Regions from separate parts of the Mus musculus genome. Here all the other regions are linked to region 3. The links are chromatin contacts, called in public capture Hi-C and promoter capture Hi-C maps. All regions are on one chromosome and are shown on one strand. Each heading gives the region's core, a stretch centred on a gene start, on an enhancer-like site or on the middle of the called end of the contact. The rest is flanking DNA. Distances are from core to core; before and after follow the strand shown.

Region 1 (2,913 bases), core at 68-2,567, 670 kb before region 3:
GCCCTCGCCCCTCCTGTCCACTCCACCCCTACAATGAAGATAGTGGCCCACTCACGGAGCTGGCCCCTGCTTAGATCCAAGTTCCACTCTCCTCGTACCCAGCTGCCTTTTCTAGGCCCCCTGCCTAAAGTGGTCTTGAGCTACTTGCTTAGAATCAGGAAGAGACTTTTATCCAGGGATCTCCCTCCCACGTCTTCTCTCTCCAGGAACTGGAGGCCCCTTCTCAGGGGCCCAGCCCACCCAGTCTTCCAGAGGCTCAGAGGTCTGTCCGCCTGATTAATAAAGTTCCATGGCAACCAGGAGCTGGAAGGGTGGCAGATGGAAGAACAGGCAAAGGAAGGGTTGCAGCAGCTGGCCCAGCACCCCGCCCCTGCAGAGAAGGCCTCCCAATCAAGAGGCCTATCCCCAGAGGCCTGGAAGGCCAGGCCTGCACCTGGCAGAGCTACTAAGGAGGATCTCCCGAAGATGTCTCTAACAGTCACCCTCTCTCACCTCCAACAAGCAACTGTGCGCACTCCCTAGCCATAGGTTCTGCAGCAAGCCAGCAGACATCAGTTCAAATATCAGCCCCACCATCTGCAGCTGCGTGAAGCACTTCCCCATCTCTGGGCCTCAGTTCCTCCCTCTGGCAGATGGGCACGTGACAACACCCAGCTCACACCAGAATTGGGAATTTGGTGCCAAAGCCTGAGCGTGCACTAAGCAAGCACCAGCTGGATACACGTGAGACACAATCATTAATGGTTCCGACGCTCCGGTGAAGACGCCGAGGCCCGGAGCGAGGCTCAGCAAACAGACAGGCAAGGCAGTCAGTCAATGCGCGCCCCGGGGCGGAGCCCCGAGGCCCAGCCCAGGCTCCGCGCCGCCCAGCGCAGCAGCCCGTCCCCTCCCCCGCCCGCGCCTAGGGTCCGTACCGGCGGGCGGCCGAGAGCCGGGCGCGGTGCACTAGGCGCGGGTCGGGGCGCCTGCGGCGTGGCGAAGAGCAGCACGTCAGAATCGCGAGGGCCAGTGGGCGGCGCGGCGGGGAGCTGCGGGGCGCCGACATCGGGCGCGGTGGAGATGATGACGATCTGCGAGGAGTCGAGCAGCCGCAACGCGCCCGCCCCGAGCAGGGCCTCCAGCGCTGGCGCGTGCTGGCCGCCCGCGGGGGCTACGGCCATGGCGCTCACGGCCCGCGTGGCCCGGGAGGCAGGCGGCGGCGGCGGCGCGGGCCCATGACTGGCAGGCCGCGGCGAGGGCTCGATCCCGCTCCGCCCCGGCCGCCGCTGCCTGCAAAGTCCGGGCCACTTTTACGCGCCAAATCCTTTTTGCCGCGAAAGAGCCACGCGCCGCCGAACGCCTCCTCCATTGGCCGGGGCGGCTGTGACGACGGAGGCTCCGATGGCGAGCATTGGTTGCGGCGTGCGGGGCAGGAGACGGAGGGTGGGACCAGGGGCGGGGTGGCCAATCCCGGGGCGGGGCGCGCGCAGGCTTTGTCCGGGCGGTGCCGGGCGCCTTCTCCCCTCTGCCTCTCGCCGTGCCCTGCAGGAGGCGTGGGCAATGGGCCCCGCCCCTTCACCGCCCACTCGATGGGTGGCGGGTCTGGCGAAGCGAACAAACTTCGTACTCGGTTCTGCACGTCCCGCAGTCTCCACATGACCCCCTAAACTCTCAACCTGTGGTCTCCACCCCCTCAGTTTACAGCCCAGAGACTGCCTCTTCAGGCTCACCTCCAAAGCTCGCTTCAGCCACATCTCCGGTCTTAAGATCCATTTATTCCATTAGTTCACATCATGCTTTCTTCCCTATCCTGTCACCCAGAAGCCAAGCCCAAGAGGGGAGCCAGGAAATGAGTAAGGGATGTGTGGCTTTGATCTCAGTGTCTTTTTACTGAAATTTCTTTCGTAGCCAGAGCCCAGTTAGCGTTCATTCATTTGGTCACTCCACAATGGCGCCTGCCTTTAATCCCAGCACTTGGGAGGCAGAGGCAGGCGGATCTTCCCAGTTCAGGTCATCCAGAACTACACAGTGAGACCCTGATCTCAAAAAAAAAAAAACGCCTGAGAGCGTTCACTGTCCCATCCTCAGTCCAGACCTTGACTCATGACTTAGTGAAAAGGAAAAAAAGGAAACACAGAAGCAGCAGATGTTTGCAATGTGAAGAGATTGGTCCATTAAAGTATCTCCTCTCATAGGGAGGTGCAGGGGCGAGGAGGGTGCGTATGGTGGTGCCTTTAATCCAGAGGTCCTCCATCAGCATTTCTGATTGCTGGGGTCAGCCCGTCTGATCAGCATTGTGGTCCTCTCTACTAGGCATCTTGCCAATACTGGGAATAGAAACATGAAAGGTTTAACAAGACCCACAAACTTCCTGTCCTTGGGGGTGGGGGAGATGACCACAAGAAGAGAGTAAGTAGCTGACAATATTCAAGTCCCCAGGTCCAGTGTAAGCTACAGGGAGCTCTCAAGCCGGGTTACTTTCTCCATGCTTCATGCTACTTAATCTTGGCCCCAACTCTGACCACATTACTCTGAGCTGGCTTAGCAGGGGCTGCTTCTCAGGCCCTTTCTGGGTATGAGAGAATTGGAGGCTGAGGGCAGAGGTGAGCAAGGACGCAATAAGGGGGCTGTGATGTTCCAGGGCCCAGAAACACCAAGGCACGGGTTAACTTTGAACCACCCCGGTTTGGCCAATTTAGAATCAATCCCCAGCCAGGCCGCCCTCTCCCCTTCTTGTTTTTTTTTTGGTTTGTTTTGATTGGGAGGGGTGGGTTTTTAGTTTGTGTTTAGAGACAGGGTCTCATCTGGCTCTGGTTGCCCTGGAACATCATTAAATCTGCCTGCTCCAGCCTCCAGTGCTGGAGTTGAATGGGTGGGGCCACAATGTCTGGTTTGCTCCGCCCCCCCCCCTTTTTCTTTAAAGCGATAGTATCT
Region 2 (2,927 bases), core at 18-2,517, 590 kb after region 3:
ACAAAAAAAAAACAAACAAAAAAAGAAATTGTAAGAATTAAATGCAGCTGAACAGGGTGACCTGGGACCTTAGTTATTTCCTGAGGGAGAAACTGATGCTCAAAAACAAGAAGCAACTTGTTCATATTCAGAGGCAGGAGAGAGATGCAAATCCTCTCCTCCGCCCTTAGGTGTGGGACTCTGTAAGTCACATAGTTCCGAGCGACAACCCATGCTTTCCAGTATCCCTGTGAAGGAAAAACGAGACCAAGAATGATAGCCAGCACTTAATGGTATTTCGCTCCGGCTACTCTCAAGTCTGAGAGACAGTGTTCTTGATCTGCAGTTCGAGTCCCACACACCCGTCAGATTCCAAAGTCCACTGGGCCCGAAAGCCTGGGAATCCCCCGATCACTGGGGGTAAGCTCCAGGAAACTAATGACTCAGAGTGCTTCGCTGTGTCCCTCGGCGTCTTCCACCCGCCTTACCCACACACATGCGCCCGATGATTCGGCAGCCGGCGATGGATGCGTGCACCACGGGAATGGCATCGGAGAGCTCACCCTCGAACACACTGTAGAAACACGGATTCGCTGCTTACTGGGGTGGGTCGCTCTTTTCAGACCTCTCGCTCTCCGCCTCCCTTCCCTTCCCGCCCCGGCGGCTCGGGACCAGAAGCTCTCGCCTCACCTATAGAAGTTCTCTGAGCCTCCGATGGCCACCAGGCAGTAGGCGTTTGTGAGTTTGGCAAAACAACCGACCTCACAGTTGTTCTCGAACGACGCTCTGACCGCCATGAGAGAGGCTGGGGGGCAGCACGACTGCGGGTTCTGGGCCGACAGATCCACTCCGGAGCCGGGTCAACCAGCCTCGCCTCCTCAAACCCCGCCCTCTCGGGCCCCTCAGATGCCCGGGCGTGCGGACGGATCCCTCCTGGCTCTCCTGCCCCAAGTCCTCTCGCCCTGCGACCCGGAACTGACTTTTGCCGCCCAGAGTCCCAACAGCTCACCAAGCGACTCCAATGTCTACACGCTGCAACAACTTCTCCCGTAACTAGCTTTCCGTTTCCGCCTCCTCCCAGGCCCGCTTCCGGGAGCGCGCAGGAGCCGGGCGGAGCTGCTGGTCACTCTAGCCCCACCCTTTGGGAGGACTCGATGGTTACTAGGTGACTCCGCCCGACCCCGCCTCCTGCACGTTTTCTTGCTTTAGGTTTTTGGCTTCACCTCCTAGTGGGTCTTTTTAGAAGGAATAATCAATCAAACCTGAGGCTGGGCAAATGAAAAGATGAGGAAATGAGGAACCGGTGTTGTCTGGTTGGAGCTGGATTGATTGGAGGGCTTTATTTACCGAGTAAGGACGGGAAAAGGGCGGATTTGAGAAAGAGGATAATCACACCCCGGCCACGCGGACGGAAGTGGGAATCTGGACCAGTGGCAAGGGTCAAGGGTTGAAGATTGAAATTTGGCATAGAGATCAACCAAGAGACCAGGATAAAGTGGTTGGAGGAGGCATAAGAACCATAGGCTGAAGAAGACAATGGAGACGGGGAAATGTGTTACGGAGAGATTGGAGGAGAAAGGGTTCTAGGGTAAGCAAAGATCTGAGAGCTGACTTGCTTCCTTGATGTGTTTATCACGCAGTTTATCACCCCATCAGCAGCCCTGGGGATAGTGGTATGGCCCATTTTCATAGAATAAACTTGTCTCAACTAGTGTAGAATATACAAAAGTCCCCAGGGTGTCTCAGAATGCCACAGTGGAAGGTAAAAGGAGCAGAGAATCACTTACCGCAGACTGTCTTATGCCATTCATTCTTCTCCAAGAAGATCTGATCTGAAAGGGGCATAAATGGCGCGGCGCCCTTTCCCCAGCCCCATCATACAGTCCCATAACCGAGAACACATCAGATTGCTACGGGGTCTAGCCACAATTGCCTTTATTGATTAGTACCATGCACAGTCTCCTGCAGGTGCTAAGTTCAGGAGAAAGACCCATGACCAGCTGCAGCCCGAGCTTCCAGAGACATTCAGCAAGGTGGTCTGTGTGTTTGTGTCTAAGTGTTCAACTACGTGCTCTGCTTATCTCCCCCAGCTCACCCCAGATCCGCTCATTGAGCCCCACACCACTCTCTGGCTTACTCTACCAAGAACTCTTAACTCTCCTCCACCTGGCTCTCCCCCTGTCCTTCAAGACCAGCCTCCAAGTCAGCCTCTCTCTGATAAGCTTTGTCGATCGCTCTACTATCTCCATGACCCTCTGTCCCTAATACAGTTTTCATCTAATACATCTGTCTTGTTCTCTGAGGTTTGTGCTTTTAAGCTTCAGCCCTCAGAATCTGCATCTAAGTAGCCTTTCGGCTCTAGGGAATGTTCAGGGTGAGGTTGTGAGCACAGCTTGGTGCAGAGTTAGGATGAAGAGTCATATGTGTATTTATAGTTTCTGAGTCTCAGGGGGGCTCTGCAGTGTGTACTAGAAGCTTGAATTTTCTGTGGCCATTCATTTAGGCAGACCATATTGATTATGTACCTGCAACAGAAGTTTTATTTTTGAGTTAATCAGAGAGCTCTGTATACTCGCTCTATGCATCTATGGGTGTACCTAGTCATTGTTCTCTGTGTACTGTACGGGCATCTGAAACATCCTTGTAGTGTCCATGTTTTATGTACATAGAAACACAGGAACTGCAGATTCTATGTGTTGTGTCTGGGCAAACAAAATTCAGATTTAGAGCCAGAGGACAATGGACTGGCAGAATTCCCTAACCTGTCACTTGATTGGATCTTCCTCCAAATTAACCATCCAAGCTCTGGACTTCAGTGCCCATTCTTATAAAATGGGAAGAATATCAATCGTCTGTTCTCTTTGGCCTCTGTGACAGAAGCAAGATGTCAAAAATGAGCATCATCCTTTGGAAGGCATCACAATAAGGCACAAACCTCGGCGCTGCCT
Region 3 (2,999 bases), core at 370-2,869:
CTCCAGCATTGCCCCAGCTGATCTGGTACAGTTATCGAAACTAACAAAGTAGTGTGGTAGCACCTTAATTACACCCCCTACTCAGAGTCCACTGTTCTCATTGTGGCCATTCATCATCTTTCATGACCTTGAGATTTTGTTTTGTTGGGGGTTGCTTATGTTTCTGCTTTGGAGACAAGCATCCATCTGTGAAGCTCAAGCTGGCCTAGAACCTGCTATCCTGCTTCAGCCTTCCAGGTGCTGAGATTACAGCTGTGTGCCAACCAGACCTGATTGACTTTGAGATCCTCCTCAGCCCAGTACATCCTTTTGGAGAGAGTGCTGTTCAATGCCATGGAGCAGTGGTTCTCAACATGTGGGTGGGTCATGACCCCTTTGGGGTAGCATATCAGATATCCTGAATATCAGATATTTATATTACAACTCATAACAGTAACAAAATTAGTCATGAAGTAGCTACGAAATCATTGTATGGTTGGGGGTCACCACAACCTGAGGAACTGAATTAAAAGGTCAGAGTATGCCGGGCGTGGTGGCGCACGCCTTTAATCACAGCACTCCGGAGGCAGAGGCAGGTGGATTTCTGAGTTCGAGGCCAGCCTGGTCTACAAAGTGAGGTCCAGGACAGCCAGGGCTATACAGAGAAACCCTGTCTCGAAAAACAAAAATAAATAAATAAATAAATAAATAAAAATCAGAGTATTAGGAGGGTTGAAGACGATTGCCTTAGAGAATATCCCTCAATATGGGTTTAATTTTCTTAAGATTGGATTTTAGTGGCAAATGCCAGGGAGGTCATGTTCCCTTAGTCCATCATACTAGGTGCACAGGACATCAATACAGATACCGTTATCCTTGGTCTGATTTAGTGATGCCTGCTGCACTCTTAATGCAAACCTCACTGAGGAAAAGGTACTTGCCATGAAACTCTGGAAGCAGATCATCAGGCTTGGTGTCAGCAAGTCCCATTGCGGGAAGAAACGTTCGTGAAGAAAGTGGAGGTGCCAATCACACAGTGAGGCTATTGAAGTAAGCTATGCGACTTTCCTGCGACAAAGGTTCGTTACATGCCAGTGTTTTAAGCTAGGTTTTCTGCTAGAAACCCGGATATTTTTCATAGCCTGCAAGAGTACACAATGACCAGAGGACAAGACAGGTCTTTGGGAGAACTGGTCCTCTAAAGAGGTGAGAAACTGGCAGGGCAAAGAAGTAAAAAAAAAAAAAAAAAAAAAAAAGTTTCTTTCAAGAAACACAGGCATGCGGTGGAGCTCGCGACCCCACATCTTACACGCCCAGGACAGCCTTGACTAATTCATCCCAGAGCTTGTTCATGAGATGCCCAACCTCGGGGCTGCCCATGTCCTCAGCTCATTTAGGTTCCTGCTCTCTGCCTCAATCTGGGCCAAAGGGAATTAGTTCAGCAACAGTTGGCCTCAGCCCAGGGACCTGGATTGAATACTGAAAACACGCCAAGACATGACAACTCGTCCTCACCGATGGAGAGGAAATTCTCCACAGCAGCTTCCTTCTTTCCCAAAGGGTTGAGTCCTTGCTTCGTTGACTCCCGTCAGCCCGCCCATCACTGCTGGCTCCTGATAGGCTGCTCGATCTGTCCGTCTCCACAAAGGACTGTGCGCAGGCTCAGAAGGGCGGGGAACGCGGCTAAGTGTTGGCGATTCGGAGCTGCAGGATCCGTCCGAGATGGTGAGTGTCCACCCAAGGCGGCGGTAGCGGGCTGCGGCCACCCGGCGTGACCATCCCCCGGTAGGGGTTCTGGTCGTTGGGCGTCGCCCCGCGGGACCCGGGGATGCGGGCCTTTAGTCCCAGCCGAGGCGGAGCGACCGGAAGCTGGTCTGTGAGGGGTCGCCCCGGAGGCCCGCCCTCCGGCTCGAGTACAGTTTTGCTTTTTGGTCAGTGTTGGGAGACCCCGGCCGGGCTGCGACGTTTTCTGAAGTCCGGCATATGGCAGGCACCCTGGGCGTAAGCGCTTACGTGCATGGCCTTTCCTCCTCCGCTCTGGGAAGTAGGTACGGCCATTAGGGCCATCTTCACACTTGGAATCCTAAGGCAGCGATCCCCGGGATTCGAACTCTGCAGGCTTGACTGCTGCCTGTGGGTTCAGTTTGGCGTTGGGGTCAGGTACCGGCGAGGTCCACCCCACGGGGGTCAGGGTGGTGCTTTCAACCCTCACAAGTGTACAGAATTTATAAGGCCTTTTCCGTCGTTAAACCAAACCTCAGAATTTTATTTACAACGGATGCACGCTTGCAATTCCAGCTCTGGGAAGGCGAAGGCAAAAGCAAAAGGATTTGAAGTTGGAGGGCAGCTTAGGATATAAAACGCCCAAGCTATTTTTGTTTTTAAAGTTAAATATTTTATGTATATAAGTAGTGTTTTGCTTGTATGTATTGTTAAGTGTTCCTGCTGCTAAAGAAGGGTTTCGTGGGCACTCCACGGAAGCCCAGGAACCACACAGCTCTGAGGGGAGAAGGTGTCCCATGGAAGGGCATACTGAGACACGGGGCCAGGAAGCACACAACTCTGAGAGGAAGTCTCCTCAACAGCAGGGAGGGTATCCCCAGCTGAGCCGGGTAGTTCAGGAGTCTCATTGCAGGGACAAATCCAGGGTGTGGAGGGATGAATCCTGGGGTGGCTGTCTCTGCTCTGGGAAGTGGGCAGCAGGACACCAAACAAAGAAGAAGTCTTAAGTAGGATTTCTTAGGTGGCAGAGCTTCTCAGGGCAGAGATTTCCAGAGTGAGAATTGGTTGGGATTTGGGGGAGCTCTGGGATTGGTAGGTTTTCCTGTCCAGGCATTGGTGGGGTTTTTTTGCCCCCCTTTTCCTTCATCAGGACCATTGAGCTAGGATGGGAAGGCCTTCCCAACTGCAGGCAGCTGCCATCACTGTTGAGATGTTTGGGGAGGCCAGAGAGGACATGGTACCAGGGGTACCTCCTGATGGCTGAGGCAGCTCCAGTGAGGGCTATAGGCTGAGGCAGG
Region 4 (2,784 bases), core at 279-2,778, 690 kb after region 3:
CCCAATCTGCTCTTTCTCCCACCAAAGTATCTGTCTTTAAAAATAATGTAGGGCTCAGCAGTAAACTCCTTACCTAGCATGCATAATAATTAACCCTCACTACACACACACACACACACACACACACACACACACACACACGAGCCGCTGCACATGTGCACACATAAATAATTTACAACAGGCCAGTGACCATTTTCCCCAGTCACCCTCAGAGCTCAATTCCACTTCTGCCTTAGTTAGCATCTGTAATTACTCCAGCAAATGAACCACTCTCTGGGTAACAGGCACATGCCTCTCAAACAAAACCTCTTGAGCAGCAACTGAAGAAGCAGTCTGCCAGGATGGCAAGGAATCTAAGTAGAATGCAGAGTGAACTGATGCAAAACACATGGACAACGCAAAAGACAGCCAGAGGCAGGAGTAATGTCTGCTATGTAAAACAGTGCCCTTGACCAAGTTCTGTAAATGCCTGACTTAAATTACAAACTGCCCATGTCTTCATGAGTAGGGACCAATTCCACTCTGTCATTTTCTTAACCCGTCCTAGAAGTCAGTAGTGACTCTAAAGAGGATTTAAGACCAGAGGATTTAAGACCAAATCTCAGGTGGGAATTGAACAGAGCTCCCCACGAGACTTAGAACCAGTCTAGAAGTCTTTCCTTCCTTCATTCAACAAGTGTTAGGTTGGGCCAAATACGCTGGGCAAAGAGAAAGCCACGGGGCAGTTTCTCCTGCAGCTTTTGCTCTAATAACTTGTGCATTCCACTGAACTATACAAGTAAAAATTCATTTAAAGTTTCTACAACAAACTAAACCTCAGAATCCAAAGGGGCCTGTAACAGAGAAATGTCCTTATTTTTCACATGGACCAGGGACCATCCAGTATCTTACTCAAGGTCACACTGCACAGTGACAGTCATGGACTGGACCCACCTCCCCCGGTCTTCCCCGCAACCCCCTATTCCAGTCAGTGCCCCACGTGTTTTTATCCTGAAGAACGATCCTCATTACATAAAGATCCGAGGCCACTACCTTCTAAAAAGGTGGAGTCAAGGCCAAAACAGGGGTAAGGAGAAGTGGAAAGGTGCTTCAGTTTCCCTGGGGAAAGGCGACCACGCAAAGGAGCTACAGCACAGGCTCCCCCATTTCTCCCCAGCTCCTCCCGCCCCGCCCTCTCCAAGCCCAACCTGGAGACGCGCGTGCGTCTCTAGAAAAGTACTCCTGCACTCACAAGGACTCGCACCAGCAACGCCATGTTCCTCCACAATCATTTCCGGGTGAAAGGTGGGCTTCCGGAATCCCGATTGTCACCACCCACTCAGCCGCTGTCCCCTTGCTAAAGGTAGTCAGGCTCTGGAGGCGGCGCAGGCGTAGTTTTCGCAACTGCGCACCCGCGGTTTTCCTGCCGTGGATCTGAATGAGGTTCCAGGACGCGAGACTCCTCGCCGGTCTTAAGTCGCTGCTGCGCGTCACAAGGGCTCACGTTCTTCCTCTACACACACCCCGGCCTGGCCTCTCACATCCCTCTCATCCTTCCGTTAACCCCTAACAGCCATTTCTTTCCTGACTCCGCCCCCAGGAGACCACAAGGCTCAGACTTCCCAATAGTTAAAAAAGAGGCCTGGGAGTCTGAGAACCTAAGGGCACAGTCCTGGAAAGCCAGAAAAGGAGGTGGTCAAGTACTGACCTGACGCTCGACAGAAGAGGAGCTTGAGGCTCGTGCTTGGCTGTAACACATCTTTGAATACTGACTGATAGGAAAGACTTAGTAAAGGAAGGCCAAGCATTGTGGCACACGCCTTTAACCCCAGTACTCAAGAGGCACAGACAGGCTGATCTCTGAGTTAGAAGACAGCCTTGTCCACAGAGTGAGTTCCAGGACAGCCAGGAGAAACCCTTGGCTCCAAAACAAAACAAACAAACAAACAAAGCAAAATTAGTAATTGAGGAGAAAGAAGGATGCGAGGAGTTGTCTGTGGCAATGGGCAAGTAGATTGTCTCAGTCAAAGAACGCTTACATCCCATGAGAAGTGGACAAGAGAAGACATTGCTGCTTCAGTGACTGACCAGGAGCCAGAGCTTAGAGGCTGAAGCACTTCCTGTCCACCAGTCAATAAAGACCTACTGAGTATTCAGTGTTCATTTAGCCTGCACTGGATACCAAAAAGGTGTGGACAACGCTGAGGAGCTTGTGAGTTAGTGGGGCAAGTACCGGTAGCGTAGGTCTGGGCAGACAACTCGTAAAAAAACAAAAACAAAAAAACCAACCAAACAAAAAAACACCTGATATGAAGGAAACAATAAATAGCTAATAAAAACAATATGGGTGATTACTTGGCCAGCTTAGCAGGATAAAGCCTATAGGAGAAACTGAGAGGTAAAGTGGGATTCAGGGTGATCTTTTGCCCCCTTCTTTCTCCCTTTTAAATAAAATTTGATGTAGCCCAGGCTGACCTCAGGCTCTATGTAGCTGAGGCTAGCCTTGAAATGCATTCATCTCCTGAGTGCCTATGATACTATGTCCAGCCTCTCAATTTTGGTTTGGTTTGGTTTGGTTTGCCTCTGTCTCCCAACTGCTACCACACCTGGCAAAATTCTGTATATTTATCGAGTTTCTGGTTTTTAAATGTTTGCGTGTGAAATGACTAAATTAACCTTGTGACAGAGTAAGACAATGGAGCAATTCCTCCGTCTTGTATTCTTGCTGAGGCCATTTCAGGTTTAATTAGAATTTGATCTCCTTGATGGAGACTCCTGTGGGAAATTACCCAACTCTATTCTAGG
Region 5 (2,939 bases), core at 28-2,527, 580 kb before region 3:
AAGCAACTCGGGGAGGAAATGGTTTACTGAGCTTATACTTCCATATCATTGATCATCATGAAAGCAGGTCAGAACTCAAACAGACAGGAGGTTTTTTCTTTTTCTTTCTTTCTTTCTTTCTTTCTTTCTTTCTTTCTTTTTTTTTTTTCAGTGCCAGAAATACAATTACATTCAGGAGGTTTTTTCAAGTCAGGGTTTCTCTGTATAGCCCTGGCTGTCCTGGAACTCAGTCTGTAGACTAGGCTGGCCTATAACTCAGAAATCTACCTGCCTCTGCCTTTGCCTCTGGGATTAAAGGCATGTGCCACCACATGGCAGCCCTCTTATCTCAGCCTTTCAAAAGATGTGAGATTATAGGCATGAATTGCCAAGTCCTGTTTAAAACACACATCTTTATTTGAGTGCCTGTAGTCAGCTGGGCCCTTTATATTCCTATCTCACTTACAAACTCTTTTAAGAGGACTTGTGACAATTTCAAATTTACAGCTTTGGAAAGCAAGAGGAAGTAAGTATCTAAATGAATATTCGAGGCTGATTTTGAAGCTTTGCTGTTGAATTACACTGCCAAGGTGGTTAGTCTATTTTAGGTTTCAGAAGGTCTCTTAGGTGAATAAAGAGAATGACAGCTCATCCAAGTAGAGAGAACTGACCGGTCTGGTAAAGTAAGCTAGTTAGACAGCCAGTTTCCTGGGCTTGATTCACTGACATATAAATTAGGAACAGCACAGATCCAACACTTCAGAGGCAGAGACAGGCCAGCCTCTGATCCTTAGGAACTTCAAGGCCAGCTTAGGCTACATGAAAGTCTGGTTCCAAAACAGACACACAAAATAGGAACAGCATTATCTGTTGTAAACTGCTTTAAGAATCAAATGTGATTATGATTGTAAAGTACTATGTTCCAGAGATCATAGAAAATGAGTGATGTTGTTATCACTATTACTTCCCGTGCTGTGAATTAGGTCCAGGGTTCTATCACGGACCAGCACAACGAACCCCTCTTTTTGTAATAGTTATTTCTTCTCTTCCTGGTCTTTCATCTCTACGGAACACATTCCAAAGAGACTACATTTTCCAGCATGCCACATTGCCCTTTGACCTCTGCGAGACTAAAAAGATGCGCCATAGTACGCCAGGAGCCGGAAAACTCAGACTCCCGGCTTGCAGCGCGCGGTCCTCCCTTAGACTCGAGGGGCTGCGGGCGCGTGGTGCTCTGGGAGCTGTAGTCAGCGGCGCGTTGCCCTGACGCCGGCCGGGCCCGGGCGTGGGGGCCTGTGGGAGGTGGCGCGGCCGGGCCCAGCTGCGGGGCGGAGGTGGAGGCGAGGCCTGCGGCTGCGGGGAGCGGCAGGCCGGGAGTGGGCGCGGGAGCCGAGCCGAGCCGAGCCGAGCCGAGCCGGAGTGGGCGCCGGAGGCCGGCGCGGCGAGCAGCAACCATGTCGGTGTTCGGGAAGCTGTTCGGGGCTGGAGGGGGTAAGGCGGGCAAGGGCGGCCCGACCCCCCAGGAGGCCATCCAGCGGCTTCGGGACACGGAGGAGATGTTAAGCAAGAAGCAGGAGTTCCTGGAGAAGAAAATCGAACAGGAGCTGACGGCTGCCAAGAAGCACGGCACCAAAAATAAACGCGGTGAGACGGCTGGGGCCCCATCAGACTCTCCACTGGCTCTCCTAAGGCTCCCCAGGCCCGGACTCCACTTTGTCTAACTCGTTTCGGGGTCTCTCTCGACTCTGGAACTCTCCGGCCAGACTTCTTTCGTTGTCCAGCCGAGCCGGGGATCCCTTTCCATCTGACTCCTTCTGGGTCTCCTTGAGCCGGTTCACTTGCATCATCAGACTCCCTTCAAACTCTCCCTACCCTGGCAGGCCTCTTCTGACCCAGATCTCACAGCACTTTAACTTTGCTCAGTCTGTTCCACTCTGTTCCATTGTATTCTTTTCTCTTTGGCCTCACCCATCTTCCCAGCCACTGCCTCTACCCCCACCTTGGTTCATTTCTTTGCCCCACCCTATCATTTATGTGTTTCTTGGTCCACCTCTGTCCTCTCCTGAGCCCTTGGTGACGTCTGAGCTGCCTTCTGCCCCTGACTTAGGAGTCTTCTTGAGAAGCTTCCTTTATGGAGAAAAAAGAGAACTGGGGAGTGAAGAGACCCTCTGGGACCCGCTCTGTCTGTTCACTTGTTGAGTGTACTTGTTAAGTTTTGAGTTCCACATCCACCGGCTAGGAGCTGGCCACTGGAAGACCTAAGATGTCGATAACCCTGTGATTCTCAGAGCTTCCGTGTTGTAAGCCTTACCCTCTTGTGACTCACCACTTCCCCGTTCCTCCTGAACCAGAAATGACGAGGACTCTGCCTCTGTTGACCCAGTCCTGTTGTTGATTGGAACTTGAAAGCTTCTTTGCTTCCTGTCTAGGAATCGAAACTGTCTAGGAAGTACCTTGTAGTTTTCTTCAGTGAGATGGATGTGAAAATGTGTGAATGACTGTAAAGAAAGTCAAAATGCTCATGTGTGTTTTTGTTACAACAATGTGAGCATGAATCATAGCGTGACAGGTCACCCCTTGAGAGTGGGCCGAAGTTGAGAGATAGAGAGAGGTGGGGGGGGGGGGCTGGCTTAGGAATCATGCAAACAAGTATTTAACCCAGAAGGTTACCAGGGAAATTTCTTCCGGGACTGTGACCTTTAGTGGATTTATCCTCCTAAGAGTGTTTATAATATCCAGTACTAGTAGGGGCTTAACTAACATGGGAAACATTAGCTTGTTTTGTATCACAATGATAACCTATCTTGAGGGCTGCTCCTCTGCCAATATCATAGCAAACATTGAGGGAATTCTGAGTACCCAGGACATCCAGTCTGATTCATAGAGGGATATCAAACAATGTCTGCTTTAAAGAAAAGGTACTAGCCGTGCATGTCCCTGAAAGCCTGTAAGCTCAGACC
Region 6 (3,099 bases), core at 560-3,059, 720 kb after region 3:
GTGTTTATCTCTGTTCCCTAGCTCTCTCCTCTCTTTCCCTTCTCCCTGCCCGCCAACCCCCAACCCCGTGTATAATTCAGAATGTTCTGGAACTCCTCCTGTAGACCAGGCTCTAACTCAGAGATCTGCCTGCCTCTGTTTCCCCAGGGCTGGGTGTAAAGGCGTGTGCCTCCACTGTTCAGCTGTCTGGCTCTCTCATGTTCACACCACCTCACACCACCTATACATTAATTAGTTCACTCAACACTTCTGGGCATCTGTTTTGTATCAGATGGCCTTGTACTGTGTGCTAGAGTCACAGATGCCCAAGAAGGACTCTGTCTCGTGTAGTTCCCATAGTGCATAATCATCTGGGGTATTTGCAAGAATGCAGATTCCTGGCTTCACCTTTGGTCTACTGAGTCTTCAGGAATTGAATCGAAGTGTCAAGTCCCACCTCGTGTCTTGGTATATACTGAGATGATTCATTTCTTTGTTTTTGCTTATTTGTTTGTTTTGTCTCTACTAAAATTATAACCAACTGGGAATCAAATAAAAATTTAATGCTGGCCTGGAGAGATGGCTCAGGGGTTATATAGCAGTGACTGCTTTTCCAGAGGTCCTGAGTTCAATTCTCAGCAACCTCATGGTGCTCACAACCATCTGTAATGGGATCGGACGCCCTCTTCTGGTGTGTCTGAAGACAGCTACAGTGTACTAATATAAATGAATAAAAAATTCACACACACACAAAAGAAAGAAAGAAAGAAAGAAAGAAAGAAAGAAAGAAAGAAAGAAAGAAAGAAAGAAAGAAAGAAAGAAAGAAGGGAGGGAGGGAGGGAGGAAGAAAGAAAGGAGGGAGGGAGGGAGGAAGAAAGAAAGAAAGAAGGGGAAGAAGGAAGGGAGGGAGGGAGGGAGGGAGGGAGGGAGGGAGGGAGGGAGGAAGGAAGGAAGGAAGGAAGGAAGGAAGAAAGAAAGAAAGAAAGAAAGAAAGAAAGAAAGAAAGAAAGAAAGAAAGAAAGAGAGAAAGAGAGAAAGAGAGAAAGAGAGAAAGAGAGAAAGAGAGAAAGAGAAAGAAAAGCCGGGCAGTGGTGGCGCACGCCTTTAATCCCAGCACTTGGGAGGCAGAGGCGGGCGGATCTCTGAGTTTGAGGCCAGCCTGGTCTACAGAGTGAGTTCCAGGACAGCCAGGGCTACACAGAGAAACCCTGACTCGAAAAACCAAAATAAATAAATAAATAAATGAAAAAAATCAATGCTAAGAAAATGCGTCAATAATGATTGTACAATATATTATCAAAATAACTCCCCGTTCCTAGCGGAACGCAGTCAAGTAGCGGTAGTCATAACCGGACAAAGTAGCCAACGACACAGTTGTTTGCGAATGTTCTGTTTCCTGGGGCTGCGTGGAGGATCAGTAAAGATCTAAAGCTGAGACATTCGTTTGCCCAGATTTAACTGGAGCTAGGTGCTTTCACCCAGTTACTGTACTTGGCTTTGTTGGTGAGACAGTGCGCAGGTGCACCGAGACCTTGGCTACACGCATGCGCAGTACTTAACTCTGAAGCCACAGGCGGGAGCTTACGGGCGAGTGTTTCTTCTCCACCTCAGAACGTTCAGTGCTAGAATTCAGAGACGGTGACTGTCTTTACTTTTGGAGAGCGACCTTGGTCTCACTATATCCCCCCCTTTCCTTTTGGGCTTCTCTAGTAAGTTGGCTGCCAGTACTTAATATGGCGAGAGGTTTGCAGCGGCGCACTCATTCCCGGCGCTCGGCTGGACTGGGCTGGGCGGTTCCCCACGAAAGGGCGGGAGTTTGACGGGCGGGGCCTGGCCTCCAGACTGAGGGCGGCCCCAGGCCGGGCCTGCAGGTTGCTGCAGCGGCCTCGGTAGCTGCGGAGCGCTTCGGGATCCCCGGGAACCGACTCTGGTGAGGTGGGCAGGGGCAGGCGGGAGGCGCTGAGCGTAACGGTCCGAGGTCCAGGGCCTGGGCGCCCGCGGGGATGTCGCCTGGACAGCGGCTTCCTGTATCCCGGGAGGCACCCCGGGCCCAGAGAGGGGCTGGGACCTGTCCCAGTGGTCGGGGCCTGCCTGCCTCAGTTTCCTGCTGCAGCCGCCGCCCAGAGAACCTCACACTCGGGTGGCCCACTGTCGTAGCCCGGAGCTGACGGGATGAGATGCTGCGCGCCCTGCGGATCACGCTCCGTGCACCCGGGAGTTTTGCAGCGCCCTGTGCTCATACGGCTTTGCATGTGATCTTCCCCTGAAAGTCCGCTCTCAGCCCACTGCCCCATTATCAGAACTTTGATTTTTCAGAACTCAAAGATCACTTCTTTAAAAATCTTTCTTGAGGCCTGCTCCAGGCTCAACTGATCAGATTCTTGCCTTTTGCGAACTTTGCCCAAGTCAGTGTTCTGCCACTCTTTCTTGTTCTGGGCTTGTTAGAAATCATGTCCTTTTTTTTCAACTCTTATGCCCTATGATGACTACTAGTAACTAAAAAAAAGTTACTGAATAGTCGAAAGATGACAGCTCTATTAAATGCATTACCTACAAAGGCCCCTTTAATCCATGCAGCGATCTATGGTGTGCGTTCTGTATATTCACGTTTTATGCACGAAGAAACAAGCACTTATAAATCAAGTTTCACAATGAGCTAGAACCCCCTACGAATATTATGACTTAACTAGATTGCCTTTAGTTTGCTGTTTATACGTTAGCCTGTAAGATATGGAGGTCAGGGTTGCAACTCACGTTTCAATAAAAGGGCTGCTTTTTTTTTTAACCCAGCGTCTTATGCAGCCAGTCAGTGTTGAGATTTCAGGCCTGTGAGTCTAGGCTGGGCCCTGAGAAAGCTTATGAAGTAGGATTGATAATATTACCAAATCGATAGTTTTCTTAACAAAAATCAAGGCCAGCTCTGCACTGTCTTACTGGTACATCTACACCCTGTGCTGCAGGAACATATTGTCACATTTTGCTCAAATTACCTCAGAAAGCTTCAGGTGTGGATGTCATTAATTCATTCCCCTTAGGAAATGCTCTGCAGTGCTGTGAGTTTTATATTTTTTGATTTTGGCAGCTAATGAAATGAGAATAGAATTTGGAATTGAATTAGAC
Region 7 (3,009 bases), core at 175-2,674, 540 kb after region 3:
TAGCTCCCAGTTTCCAGAGGTCTAACTCCTAGCTCCTTGCCACCTCCCCCAGGCTAGTCCTCGCCAGGAGGACTCCAGATCTGTGAAAATGCCATAGTCCACCTTCTGCACTGCCCATCACCTCCTTTCATGTCCTTTGTCACCTCATCCTTTACCATCCTAGCAGACAAGATGTGCTTTGAGGCCAGAGCACTCCAGCTGCACCCTTATGAATCATGTATGTTTGGCAAACTTATCCAGAGCCTCCTCTTTATCCTAAAGTGGTTTACGATAACAACCTGTTTTCACGGAGCTTCTCACAGGACTTCGGGAGGAATAATTCAGTGACGGGCTTAGCCCGATGCCTGGGATGTAGTAGGCATTCAATAACTAGTAGCTGGTGTTGGGATCTGTGTGTCCTTTTATGGAGGCTCTCATCATGCTCTGCCTTGGGAGAGGACTAACACGGAACACTTATTAAATTCTGAGGCACGACGGTACACAGGAGTAGTGAGGGCAACATTTTATAAAACGGAGATGAGCCAGTGCTTGCACACAGGTCTGTGTATGTCCCTGTTCCACACCTCCAAACTACCAAACAACCACAACGTACACATTATCTCTGTAGATCTCTGTAGTCACCCCATAGGGACCCACAGACACCACACACACACACACACACTGCCCCGACCCTCCCCCTTGTTTAATTCCAGCCTTTCCTCCAGAGCATTGGTAGAGCCCCACTGTCTCCTACATACCTACCTCCGGCCTCCCTAAGCCGGGACCCCTGGAATCCTTTCTGATACTTGGTATCCTGTTTGTCTCAGTGCTTACGGTTTCTCACTAGGTGTAACCTTCTACACCTTGGCCCAGGAGCCTCCCTTTTCACTTTAGTAGCCCCAGAAGCCCAGGGCACTGCTGGTGTTCCATAGAAGGTGTTCCACAAATGTGGGACATTCAGGGGGTGGGTGATCCCTCTCCCTCTGAGGGGTAAAGGAGCGAACTTCCCAGAGGGGTCTCCCGACCCCAGTGAAGCACTGCCCAGGTTTGCTCTTCTTGGTTCTCAGCACCACCCCTCTTAAGCCCCCGAAACCCTTTCTCCGATGTCAAGCATTTTTGAGCTCGTTTTCTTCCAAACCCGGCGGTCTCCCCAGACCCCTTTTCTCCAGTGTTAAGCCTCAGCCCTTCTCCCCCAGGGCTAGCCTGGGGTTACAGACCCGGGGCCCGGCCAGCCGCCCTAGGGCCAGAATTATTTATCTGGCCTCTTCACCCTCCCTCAGGGTTGCCCTCTTTGCACCCGGGGCCTGGAGCGAGCGCCTCCCGCAGCCCCGCCGCTGCCGCCTCCCGCAGGTCCCGTTCGGGCGCTGCCCCCGCGCCCCCGGCCGCCCCTCGCCGGGGCGGGGCGCGCGGAGGCGGGGGCGCGCGGCGGCCGAGGCGGCGGCGGCAGGCGGGCCAGGCGCGCGTCCGCGGCGCCGTGACTCGGCGGCTCCGCAGCGGCTGCAGCGGGAGGACCCGGCCGGAGCCGCCGCCGCCGCCGCCGCCATCGCAGCCGGGCGGCCGGGCCCCCGCCGCCGGGATGCCGAGGAGCCGGGGCGGCCGCGCTGCGCCGGGCCAGGCCTCGCGCTGGAGCGGCTGGCGGGCCCCGGGGCGGCTGCTGCCGCTGCTGCCCGCGCTCTGCTGCCTCGCGGCGGCGGCGGGGGCCGGGAAGCCGGCCGGGGCGGACGCGCCCTTCGCTGGGCAGGTGGGCAGGCGCGCGGGGTCGAGGCCGGGGCCGGGGCTGGGCAGGGGGCGGCACCGACCGGGCCTGGTTCGGGGTGCCTGGCGCCGGGTCAGCGCGAGGGCCGGGCGGGGCCCGCGGGCCGGGCTCCGTTCAGCACCGCGGACAGAGGCAGCGGGCGGGGGCGGAGCGGAGGGTCGAGGTGGCCGCGGTGACGGTGGGGCGTGTGGCCTGCAAGGCTGTGTGTGAGGGAAACCGTACGCCTCGGAGTAAATAGTAAGCGCAGCCAGTGTGTTGTGGGCTGGAGGAGAAGCCGAGGATGTTGGAGCTGGAGAAGGGGGAGGGAAGAGGGCGAGGAAGGACCGGATCGCGGTCTTGGTAGCTGAAGGGCCGTCGGGATAGGCGAGATCAGCGTGGCCCCACCGGGCAGAGCTGAGGCCAACGGACCGTGGGGGGTGGGGGATTACAAGAAGGCACATTTCGGCCCAAGGCAGGAAGTTTTTAACAATTGGAGGTGCTCAGCCAGCCCAGGAGGCGGTGAGCTGCTCATCACTGGCATGTGCAAGTAGGAGCTCCAAGAGGGGATTGGATGGATGCATGCATAATGCCTGCATGGATACATGCATAATAACAACCGTGCACTATGGGCCAGACTTGGCGCTATGTTTGATAGGAATTAGCTTATTTAACCCCAGCATGTATCCTGTGAGCTTGTTGTAGCACCTGTCCCCATTTTACAGATGAGGATAGAGACCCTGAGAGCTTAAGCAATTCGCTCAAGGTCACAGAGCTAGTGGTTTGACTCTAGTCTGTTTCATGTTTAAGCCAGGACATTATGTCGTATAAGGTCCGGGACAGTTGTACTAATTTTGTTGCTGTCTCCCAGCCTAGAAGCCTGCAATTCTAAAAAAAAAAAAAAAAAATAATGTTGAACCAGTGTTAACGTTGCTGGAGGAAATTGGTGATTGCCTGAATTATCCCGAGAGAAGTGTGTTTGTTAAGTAGACAGGCTGTTTAGAAGAATCTGCCAGAACAGCAGTTTTTAACTGGGCAAGGGACTCAAGGGATCATAAATTCTCTGAAATTTTCTGCTAATTTGTGTTTATATGTGAAAAATGTGTGTTTTTCTAGAAGGGAAGCTCCCGATTTCCTCAGCCTCTCCAAAGATGACATGTTTAAAGAAAATTTAGGATGTGTGAAAGAATCCTTTGCCGAGCTAATAGTCTGCCTCTTCAGGGTTTATAATCATTAGCTGACTTTCAATGAAAACTTTCTCTAGTTTGTGCTTTTAGCTCTATCAAAGTGACGTGGTT

What was found. Promoter capture Hi-C pulls out the DNA fragments that hold promoters and counts their contacts. Capture Hi-C pulls out chosen DNA fragments and counts their contacts.
Region 1: a contact with region 3 is called in a promoter capture Hi-C map of erythroid cells, with 10 times the contacts expected there. The contact joins the promoter of E2f1 here to the promoter of Dynlrb1 in region 3.
Region 2: a capture Hi-C map of macrophages shows a contact between it and region 3, with 3 times the contacts expected there. The contact joins the promoter of Eif6 here to the promoter of Dynlrb1 in region 3. A contact is called at or near these places in 1 of 115 datasets of contacts at active chromatin or transcription factors (memory CD8 T cells) and 2 of 9 other capture datasets (adipose tissue and macrophages).
Region 4: a promoter capture Hi-C map of adipose tissue shows a contact between it and region 3. The contact joins the promoter of Uqcc1 here to the promoter of Dynlrb1 in region 3. A contact is called at or near these places in 2 of 115 datasets of contacts at active chromatin or transcription factors (bone marrow-derived macrophages and embryonic forebrain) and 1 of 9 other capture datasets (adipose tissue).
Region 5: a promoter capture Hi-C map of liver shows a contact between it and region 3, with 2.7 times the contacts expected there. The contact joins the promoter of Chmp4b here to the promoter of Dynlrb1 in region 3. A contact is called at or near these places in 10 of 39 promoter capture datasets (the C10 cell line, cranial neural crest, frontonasal cranial neural crest and 6 more) and 2 of 115 datasets of contacts at active chromatin or transcription factors (large pre-B cells and memory CD8 T cells).
Region 6: a promoter capture Hi-C map of adipose tissue shows a contact between it and region 3, with 2.5 times the contacts expected there. The contact joins the promoter of Cep250 here to the promoter of Dynlrb1 in region 3. A contact is called at or near these places in 1 of 39 promoter capture datasets (liver) and 2 of 9 other capture datasets (adipose tissue and liver).
Region 7: a contact with region 3 is called in a promoter capture Hi-C map of hippocampal neurons, with 2.3 times the contacts expected there. The contact joins the promoter of Mmp24 here to the promoter of Dynlrb1 in region 3. A contact is called at or near these places in 7 of 39 promoter capture datasets (the HPC-7 cell line, HPC-7-derived erythroid cells, embryonic stem cells and 4 more), 2 of 484 Hi-C or Micro-C datasets (both in cortical neurons), 6 of 115 datasets of contacts at active chromatin or transcription factors (the 230-238 cell line, astrocytes, embryonic forebrain and 2 more) and 1 of 9 other capture datasets (embryonic stem cells).

The regions. Positions count from the first base shown.
Region 1 is chr2:154,568,575-154,571,487 of GRCm38.p6, forward strand. It overlaps E2f1 (E2F transcription factor 1), which reads right to left and starts at 1,318. Exons shown (of 7, transcript NM_007891.5): 1 at 915-1,318. The coding sequence starts at 1,160.
Region 2 is chr2:155,825,658-155,828,584 of GRCm38.p6, forward strand. It overlaps Eif6 (eukaryotic translation initiation factor 6), which reads right to left and starts at 1,268. Exons shown (of 6, transcript NM_010579.2): 1 at 670-1,268; 2 at 468-553. The coding sequence starts at 776.
Region 3 is chr2:155,234,914-155,237,912 of GRCm38.p6, forward strand. It overlaps Dynlrb1 (dynein light chain roadblock-type 1), which reads left to right and starts at 1,620. Exons shown (of 4, transcript NM_025947.3): 1 at 1,620-1,704. The coding sequence starts at 1,702. Gm52565 (a long non-coding RNA gene) reads right to left here and starts at 1,590. Exons shown (of 2, transcript XR_003954076.1): 1 at 1,495-1,590.
Region 4 is chr2:155,928,782-155,931,565 of GRCm38.p6, forward strand. Uqcc1 (ubiquinol-cytochrome c reductase complex assembly factor 1) reads right to left here and starts at 1,529. Exons shown (of 10, transcript NM_018888.4): 1 at 1,232-1,529. The coding sequence starts at 1,255.
Region 5 is chr2:154,655,749-154,658,687 of GRCm38.p6, forward strand. Chmp4b (charged multivesicular body protein 4B) reads left to right here and starts at 1,278. Exons shown (of 5, transcript NM_029362.3): 1 at 1,278-1,623. The coding sequence starts at 1,434.
Region 6 is chr2:155,954,749-155,957,847 of GRCm38.p6, forward strand. Cep250 (centrosomal protein 250) reads left to right here and starts at 1,810. Exons shown (of 33, transcript NM_001130000.1): 1 at 1,810-1,909.
Region 7 is chr2:155,773,918-155,776,926 of GRCm38.p6, forward strand. Mmp24 (matrix metallopeptidase 24) reads left to right here and starts at 1,425. Exons shown (of 9, transcript NM_010808.4): 1 at 1,425-1,720. The coding sequence starts at 1,556.